2 separate regions of the Rattus norvegicus genome follow, and region 2 is linked to region 1. The links are chromatin contacts, called in public Hi-C maps. All regions are on one chromosome and are shown on one strand. Each heading gives the region's core, a stretch centred on a gene start, on an enhancer-like site or on the middle of the called end of the contact. The rest is flanking DNA. Distances are from core to core; before and after follow the strand shown. Region 1 holds the start of Rmnd5a (required for meiotic nuclear division 5 homolog A). Region 2 holds the start of Chmp3 (charged multivesicular body protein 3).

Evidence for each region. Hi-C and Micro-C count contacts between places; a contact is called where the count stands out from the background.
Region 2: a contact with region 1 is called in a Hi-C map of liver, with 2.7 times the contacts expected there. The contact joins the promoter of Chmp3 here to the promoter of Rmnd5a in region 1. A contact is called at or near these places in 1 of 12 Hi-C or Micro-C datasets (liver) and 1 of 1 datasets of contacts at active chromatin or transcription factors (oligodendrocytes).

Annotation. Positions count from the first base shown.
Region 1 is chr4:104,989,393-104,993,168 of GRCr8, reverse strand. It overlaps Rmnd5a (required for meiotic nuclear division 5 homolog A), which reads left to right and starts at 2,081. Exons shown (of 10, transcript NM_001427218.1): 1 at 2,081-2,600. The coding sequence starts at 2,459.
Region 2 is chr4:105,133,122-105,136,897 of GRCr8, reverse strand. It overlaps Chmp3 (charged multivesicular body protein 3), which reads right to left and starts at 2,038. Exons shown (of 6, transcript NM_172331.1): 1 at 1,973-2,038. The coding sequence starts at 2,017.

The DNA of each region.
Region 1 (3,776 bases), core at 832-3,331:
TCTGCAAACTTATGGTAAAAGTAAACAGCATGGGTGTAGGCTTGAATGAGCTGTGCTCAGCTCACACTGAGACTAACAGTGCTAGGTAGTAGGATGGGGCTGTGATAGGTTACACTGGGCATCCTGCAGCTAACTGGATTTGAAACTGCAGTTAACAAAGAATTGTTACTTCTGATTGGTGGCTAAGAATAGCCCTTACATGTGCCAGACATTATGTTGAAGGCTTTACATGGATTATATCATGTAGTTATTCTAACAACCTCTAGAAAAAAAGAGAGGGGGAAAGAGAGAGAGAAAAAAGGGGTGTGTGTATGACTGAAATTATCAGGGAGATCCTTGGACTAAGGGGAGGAACAAGATTTGTCTGTGCAGTGTGGCAGCTTCGGAGGGGTCAGGTGAAGGTTGCTAAGTCAGGTCCAGTCCATCCCCAAACAGGAAGAACTAAAGTGCAGTGAGGCAAGGTCACTCTAGACAGCAGTAAGATGATACCAGGCACCCTGGGGCTTGTTTTTACAAAGGAAGAAGGCCTTTTGTTCTTTTGGTTGGCTGAGCACTTTCACAAAATGGATGGTAGCTAGAAAACCTTTTGAGGAGAATGACAAGATTGCTGGAGCTAAATGGTTTTTATTTTTGAGAAGCAGGAATCAGGGCCATCTGCCAAGAGGACTAAAAGCCATGGTGAGGAGTAGAAAGGAGCTCTGAAATACCATCAGCTGAACTCCCAAATATCCAGTATCCTTTATCATTAAAGGCCACCATATATATCATCCCATTAAATCTACCCACCCACGGAAGTATTTTCCCCCACTTGATGCTACATTATGAAAACAGAAATTGAACTTCAAAAAGGTTACCACCATAATTAAAGGAAAACAAAGACTGTCCACCAGGGTGCTGGCAGTGTTCTAGAAACAAACAGGCTACAACAAAGGGGGTTTTACTTAAGTGGTGCAAGCAAAATTCCAATTATTATTTTAGACTTTGACAAGTGATGTGGGAGAGGAAAAAATGGTGCTGTAAGAGATACGGTGGATTGATGGAGAAAATTCGGGGAGGCAGAGGTGATAAAACCATGATGGAGGTAGGAATGCTGTGAGCAGGCAAGCAAGCTGGAAACTTCAGGTCCAGGAAGGTAGATTCTCCCAGGCCCAGGCTATGAGGCAGAGACTTGGCGAAAAGCTAGTAGGATAGAAGCCTGGTGAGCAAGAGGGCACTGGCCAAGGCCAGAACCCCATGGTAAACCAGGGCAAAAGCCCTGCCTTTGCCAAGGTAAGGGCAAGGAGCAAGGGCCAGGTTGCTCAGCTCGCCCACGCGTGTTCGTGACCGCCACCAAGACGCCCAGCACGTGGACAGGGCGACAGTAAAGGCCACTTGCAGGCCGAGGGGCGTCAAAGAACCAGAATTAGCCAAGCTGGGCGTGGGCCATCCTTCCAAGAGCTACCACCTTCCATCGGTGAGCGACCCCGCCCGGGCCCTCCGCCACCAGGCAGCCAGACTGACAGCCTTTCTTCCCGGAAGCGGGCCTCTCAGCCGAAACTTTGGTCAAAATGCCGTGCGGAGATAACACAAATTGCAAACAAGGCGAAGTCCTGGAGAAAACAGCCCTGTTGATTTATCCTGTTTCCCCTCGCGGCTTCCCAGTAGAAGATTTAAGCGCCTCTCTTCAAGTCACCCCCCTCCAACAGCGAGAGCATTGGTTTGTCCCCTCAGTCCGGATTGGCTGAAATTTTACGCCTTGGCTAGCGATTGGAGAATATTTGTCTCGTTCCTAGCCCCTGCGTCAATTGGTCGGTCTCCTGCTTCTGGGCGGAGCATCCGGGGACGGTTTCCACCCTCTTGTTTACCGGCCGCTTAGTTGACGCTCTCGCTAAAGTTCCCTGTTCAGCCGCGCGGGCCAATTGCGCCGCTCGCTCCGCCCCCGCCCCCTCCCTCACGGCCTCCTGCGTGGTACTGCCCACACCTTCAGAACGCCGGCTCTTCCTCCGCCCGCGCTGGCCCGCTGCTTACCCCGACCCCGCGTCGAGTCCGCGCTTGGTACGGCCCGCGCCACCTCCTCCGCTCGTGAGGGAGGCTCGACCCCCTCCCGGGCCGCGGCTCTTGGTGCCGCCCGGGAGAACCAGGTCATCGGCCGGTTCCCGTGAAAACAAAAACAATCGGCGGCGCCGCCGGGGGGCGGCCGAACGCGGCGAGACAGGGGGCCCGGGGCGAGACGCGGCGCCGGGTAGGGCGGGCGAGCGAGCGAGCGCGAGCGGCGGGGCCGGGGCGCCATGGGGCGGGCGGGCATGGGCTGCGCGGGGCTCTCCGGGTGCCGCGGCTAGCGCGCCCGCCTTGCCTTCGTCTCCCGCGCTGCCCGCCTGCCGCCTTGGGGGAGGAGGAGCAGGACGCGGCCTCGGTGGGGCCCGGGCCGAACCACTGCGGACCCCTGGGCGCCGGGGAGCCAAGCGCCGCGGTCTCCGGCATGGATCAGTGCGTGACGGTGGAGCGCGAGCTGGAGAAGGTGCTGCACAAGTTCTCGGGCTACGGGCAGCTGTGCGAGCGGGGCCTGGAAGAGCTCATCGACTACACCGGCGGCCTCAAGCACGAGATCCTGCAGAGCCACGGTGAGGGTGGGCGCGCGGGGGTCGGGGCCCTGCGCTGTGTCTGCTGGTCCCCAGGCCGCGGCGACTTTTCCTCGTCGCGCGGACCCACCCGGAAACGCGGTGGCCTGGGGGAGCAGTCCGCTGCACACGGCTCGGGGCGGGGAGGCTTGCGTGGTCCTGCGGGCCGCAGGTGTGCGAGTGATAAAGGGGGTCTGCGCAGGACTTTGTCTAATTCTCGGCTTCGCAGACTTTTTTTCCCGTGGTGGTTCTTAGTTGAATGTTCTTAGCTGTGGGTTTCCACATCAGCCGCTGCTGGAACTTCAGAGCTGGACTTAGGTGAGCAGGCAGCTCTTCTGAAATCTCATAGGAAGCCGGCTGATTTGAACCATTCAGCGCTCCTGCTTTAGCCTCTGTAGAGACGGATGGAGCAGTTGTCGAGTTGTTAGTTACTTGACTTACCTGGTCCAGTTTGTACTTGTTAATAATTCTTTCAGAAAACTGTTTTTCCGTAGAAAGTGTTTTGCCTAGGTTATTTCTTCAGTTGCCTGGGCTAACTTTGAGAAAGGGTTTTGTGTTTTAAAAATGACATTAGAGGTCTGGTACTTTGGAGCCACAATGCTGACCCTTTCTGAAGAGTAAAGGACTTGTAATATTAGAGATTCTTTCAAGAGGTTGGGCCCTTGTCAGTTTGAGGGCTGAACAGAAATTAAAGGGATGTTTACTAGTCAGGGAGAAATGCTGATGGTGCAGGTGAGATTAAGGCAGTGCTAGCCCTGCCTCTCTCTTCTTTCCTCTACACCTTTATTTCCCAGACATTTCAGTTGTGAGTGACTGCTCCTCTCTGGTAAAGGAGTCTGACAACTTCTGACACAGCTGTCGCTTTGGAACGCCGTATAAATATATAGAAAACATATTGATGGCTGCTTGTGAAAAGATTATTTGACTGAATTGGTGGTGATCATATACTTGATACAAACAAAATAAGGAGGGGTGTGAGGAAGTCTGGTGAATTTTGACTCATGGGGTGAAGTTTGAGCACTGACTTCTCTTCCAGAGGCCCTGAGTTCAATTCCCAGCAATCACTTGGTGAAGGGGCTGGAGAGAAGGTTAAGAGATGAAATTCAAGGGTCTGATGAACATAGAGCAAAGGGCTTGGGTGTACGTGAGACTAAAATTGGTTGTTTTCTTTTGGTTGTG
Region 2 (3,776 bases), core at 789-3,288, 140 kb before region 1:
TTTTCAGACAAGCTGAGTGAATCAGACTATGAAGTCAGACCCTAGCCAATGTGGAAAAGACACAGTCACCACCTGAGTTAGAATAAGAACCAGCTGCACTTGCTGTCTCTGTTGGTTGACTCTTCTGAGCATACCTTCGTGGTTGATAATAGAAGTTTGCCTTGCCCAGACATGACAAGCTTCAGGAGTGGTGGTGATCTCTTTCATTTCTACCCAGAACTAATTCTTAACATGTATATAGTATAAAGTTCACAGCCTCCTTGTGAGAAATTCTTGATTAACTTGTTTAATTTAGATCTCATCAAGTTTATAGCCAACTTCCATTTCACATAAAATGACACAGGAAAAAGCTAAAAGCAAGGCACAGACCTTGCAGGATGATAAATGGTCAACTTTAAAGTCTTTACTTTTTTTTTTAAATGTTACCTTTTTTTTAAATGTGGGGATTATATTTTTAAAATGAATGCATGGTAATGTCTCAAAAATTCTACAACACCCAAACTTTTCCCTAAAATCTTTGCGTTCTGAGCCACTGTCCAGTCTGGCCTTGAACTCTTGCATTCAGGAAGACTCCTTCCCAGACGACCCAAGTAGTTGAACTGCAGGCCGCACTGCATCTCTTAAAACCTTTTCTTATTAAGAATATTCATTCCCTGTTACATTTTGCTCTCTAGTATAAAACTGAGCGTGTGGAACTTAAATGAGACAAGCATACAATTTCACGTTAGAACATTATGTAGACCATTTTGTGGTATTTGTATACTCTTCTTGAAGATATGGATTTAGCTTTGTCATCCGTAAGTTGAGATAGAGTCTAAAGAAAACAATCTCATGACTATTTAAATTTATGCCTGGTATGTACATTACTTGTTTAACATTTCCATTATTTTAAATAATAATAAATGTGAATGCTAAGGAGGTGATGTCAATTTCTCCTCTGGTAGAGTACCCATCTAAAAAAATAAAACATGCACTAGAAAATGGCAGAGTTAATGAGGCTGGCTTGACAGCTACACTTCCGTAATCAAACTAAAGTACTTGAAGGACAAGTTTGACTTCTGCACAATGCTTGTCAAACATCAGGGCACATACTAAGCACTGGGGATAGTCCTAATTTAAAATCTGATTCAATGGGTCTGGAATGGGACCCCACACGTTCAATATGCTGGGTGTTGGTAGGTACTGTTGGAGCAACTCAGTAATTAGGCTGAGTGTAAAGAACGCACCTTCACTACCCCTACCACAGCTCAAGCTGCATGGCTTTTAATGGCCAATTACTGCAGTAGCACTCTTCTTACATGACATGCGAGAAGAAGTCTCGGACAAGTTTCTCGAGATCAGAGAGCCGAGACCTCTGAAAGTAGGACTCAAACTTAGGCGGCTGATTATTGGTTCCTAAAATAACTCAATTTACAAGCAGATCTAAGAATTCAGAGTAGGGGCAGAACTATTTTCGGTAGCATTCTTATGGGTAGGATCCTGACAGAACTACTGAGCTTTTGGAGTAAACAGAAAGTCGGGCTTCCCTGCACTAAGAGGTGAATGCGAAACGGACCTGCCCAGCAAATGCCTGGACCTTTTGGGGATCCGACCCGGTTCAACGCACACAACCTTCCGGTCGGGGCAGGTCCTCCGGGTGGTCTGCAGACCGGCGTGGGGGCGGGGCCTGCGCTTGAGAAAGGTTCCGGGCGGCCCGTACCACTGCACGCAGGGGAGAGTGCTTCCTCAGGGCCGGGCTGTGTGGCGCCTCAAGCGCCTAGGAGCGAGGCCGGGGTGCTAACTCCGGCCCTACGCACCCGGGTTGGACGCGGAGCAGCAAATGCGCACTCTTCCTCACAGCCCAATCCTAAACTCTTCCCTCGGCCCCTCGGCCAAGTGGAAGGCCCCGGAAATGGGGGCCAGCCGGAGAGCGCAGCTAGCTATTCCCACCTCCGCTGCCCAGCGCGTAGCTTCCCCGGTCGCTGGCCCTTACCAGCTCTTTGGGAGGCTTCTCTTGGGTTTTTCCAAACAGCCCCATGATGAACTGAACTCCTCCTATCCCTTCCGACTTTCCGTTCCCTGCGCCCAGGCAGGTCACGGGCAGCCGCCTGGGCGGGGCTGCGAGGAAGGGAATCAGACGCCCAGAGAAGGGCGCGGCGGCAGCAAGGGTAGTACGCACGCGCGCAGCGCAGGCGCAGAGTTAAGTTGGGTGGGGTTCTACAGGCCGGGGACACCGTTGCGCTTGATGAGGGCGGCTTAATATAAGATATATATTGCCTACACCCAAAATCTGTCACCTAATCCAGAAATATGTATCTCAACGCTGTCACGCATATTTACAGTCACTTCCCAGATATTTGTGGATGGGTTTCTCTTTATGGCTAGGAATCATCTCACAGACTGCAAATCTGTACTCCTCTTAGCACCTATTCGAAAACTTGACCATCACCTTCTTTCCCCTCTTTAGGAAGTCTCAAAAGTTCTAGCAATGAGCTTATGCTAAAGCCATAAAAGAAATATTGATTCAACAGATTGTAACATCTGTTACACTTGTGAGATTAAGGTTAAACAGACCTGCACAAGTCCAGCTGAAACTAACTTTTAAATAAGATACCACAAAAGACTTCCATTCTGCACCTATCGAAGAAATGGATTCATTGACAAGGAACTGTGCAAGGGAACTTGGGTCCCTGGAAGAAGAGGAAGCTACTTCTACTGCCTCTCATTAAAAAAACACATCATGGGGCTGGAGAGATGGCTCAGCGGTTAAGAGCACTGACTGCTCTTCCAGAGGTCCTGAGTTCAATTCCAAGCAACCACATGGTGGCTCACAACCATCTGTAATGAGATCTGATGCCCAGCGACAGAATGCTCATACACAAAATAAATAAATATTTAAAACACACACACACACACACACACACACACACACACACACACACACACACACCATGGCCAAGATGGCCAAGAAGCAAGTTGGGAAGAAAGGGTTTCTTACGAATACAGACACATTACTGTTCATCACCAAAGGAAGTCAGGACTGGAACTCACACAGGAAAAGAAGTAGGAGCTGATGCAGAGGCCATGGAGAGATGTCACTGGCTTGTTTCTCCTGGCTTGATCAGTTTGCTTTCTTATAGAACCCAAGATTACCAGCCCAGGGATGGTACCGCCACAAGGGACCCTACCTGCTTGATCACTAATTGAGAAAATGTCTAATAGCTGGATCTCATGGAAGCATTTCCATAACTGAGGCTCCTTTTTTTGTGATAACTCCAACTTCTGTCAAGTTGACACATAAAACTAGCCAGTACAATGGAGAAAACTTTAAAAACCCTATTTTCTTCACCGAAACCTTAATGATAAATAAAAATAAATACTCTCTAACAGAACAGAGGCAACCTGGGGCCATCATCATATTTCCTCTGGAAAGGAACAAGTTAGTGTATCTTACAGTTAAGTCTGCATATGTTCTGGCTTTTGTATCGTAGCTTTCTTTAAATTCTAATATGGCCACTGTCTGGGTGGAGAGGAAATCAGACTCCTTTCTTTATCATGTTTTAAAATGTATTGTTATGAAGATTTCATACATGAATGTAATGTGTTGTCCACATCCATTCCTCTTACTCCTTCCTTGGCCTTTACTGATTTTTGTGTCCTAATTTCTTTTAAAATACAAAGGAACTAAACTGGCATGTTTATGGACCCAGCTGCAGTCCGCGCTGTCCATTTTAGTTTTCACTTTCACCCGAATGGGCACCAGGTAGCAACACGAAGCTTTCCTCTGTGCCTAGCTG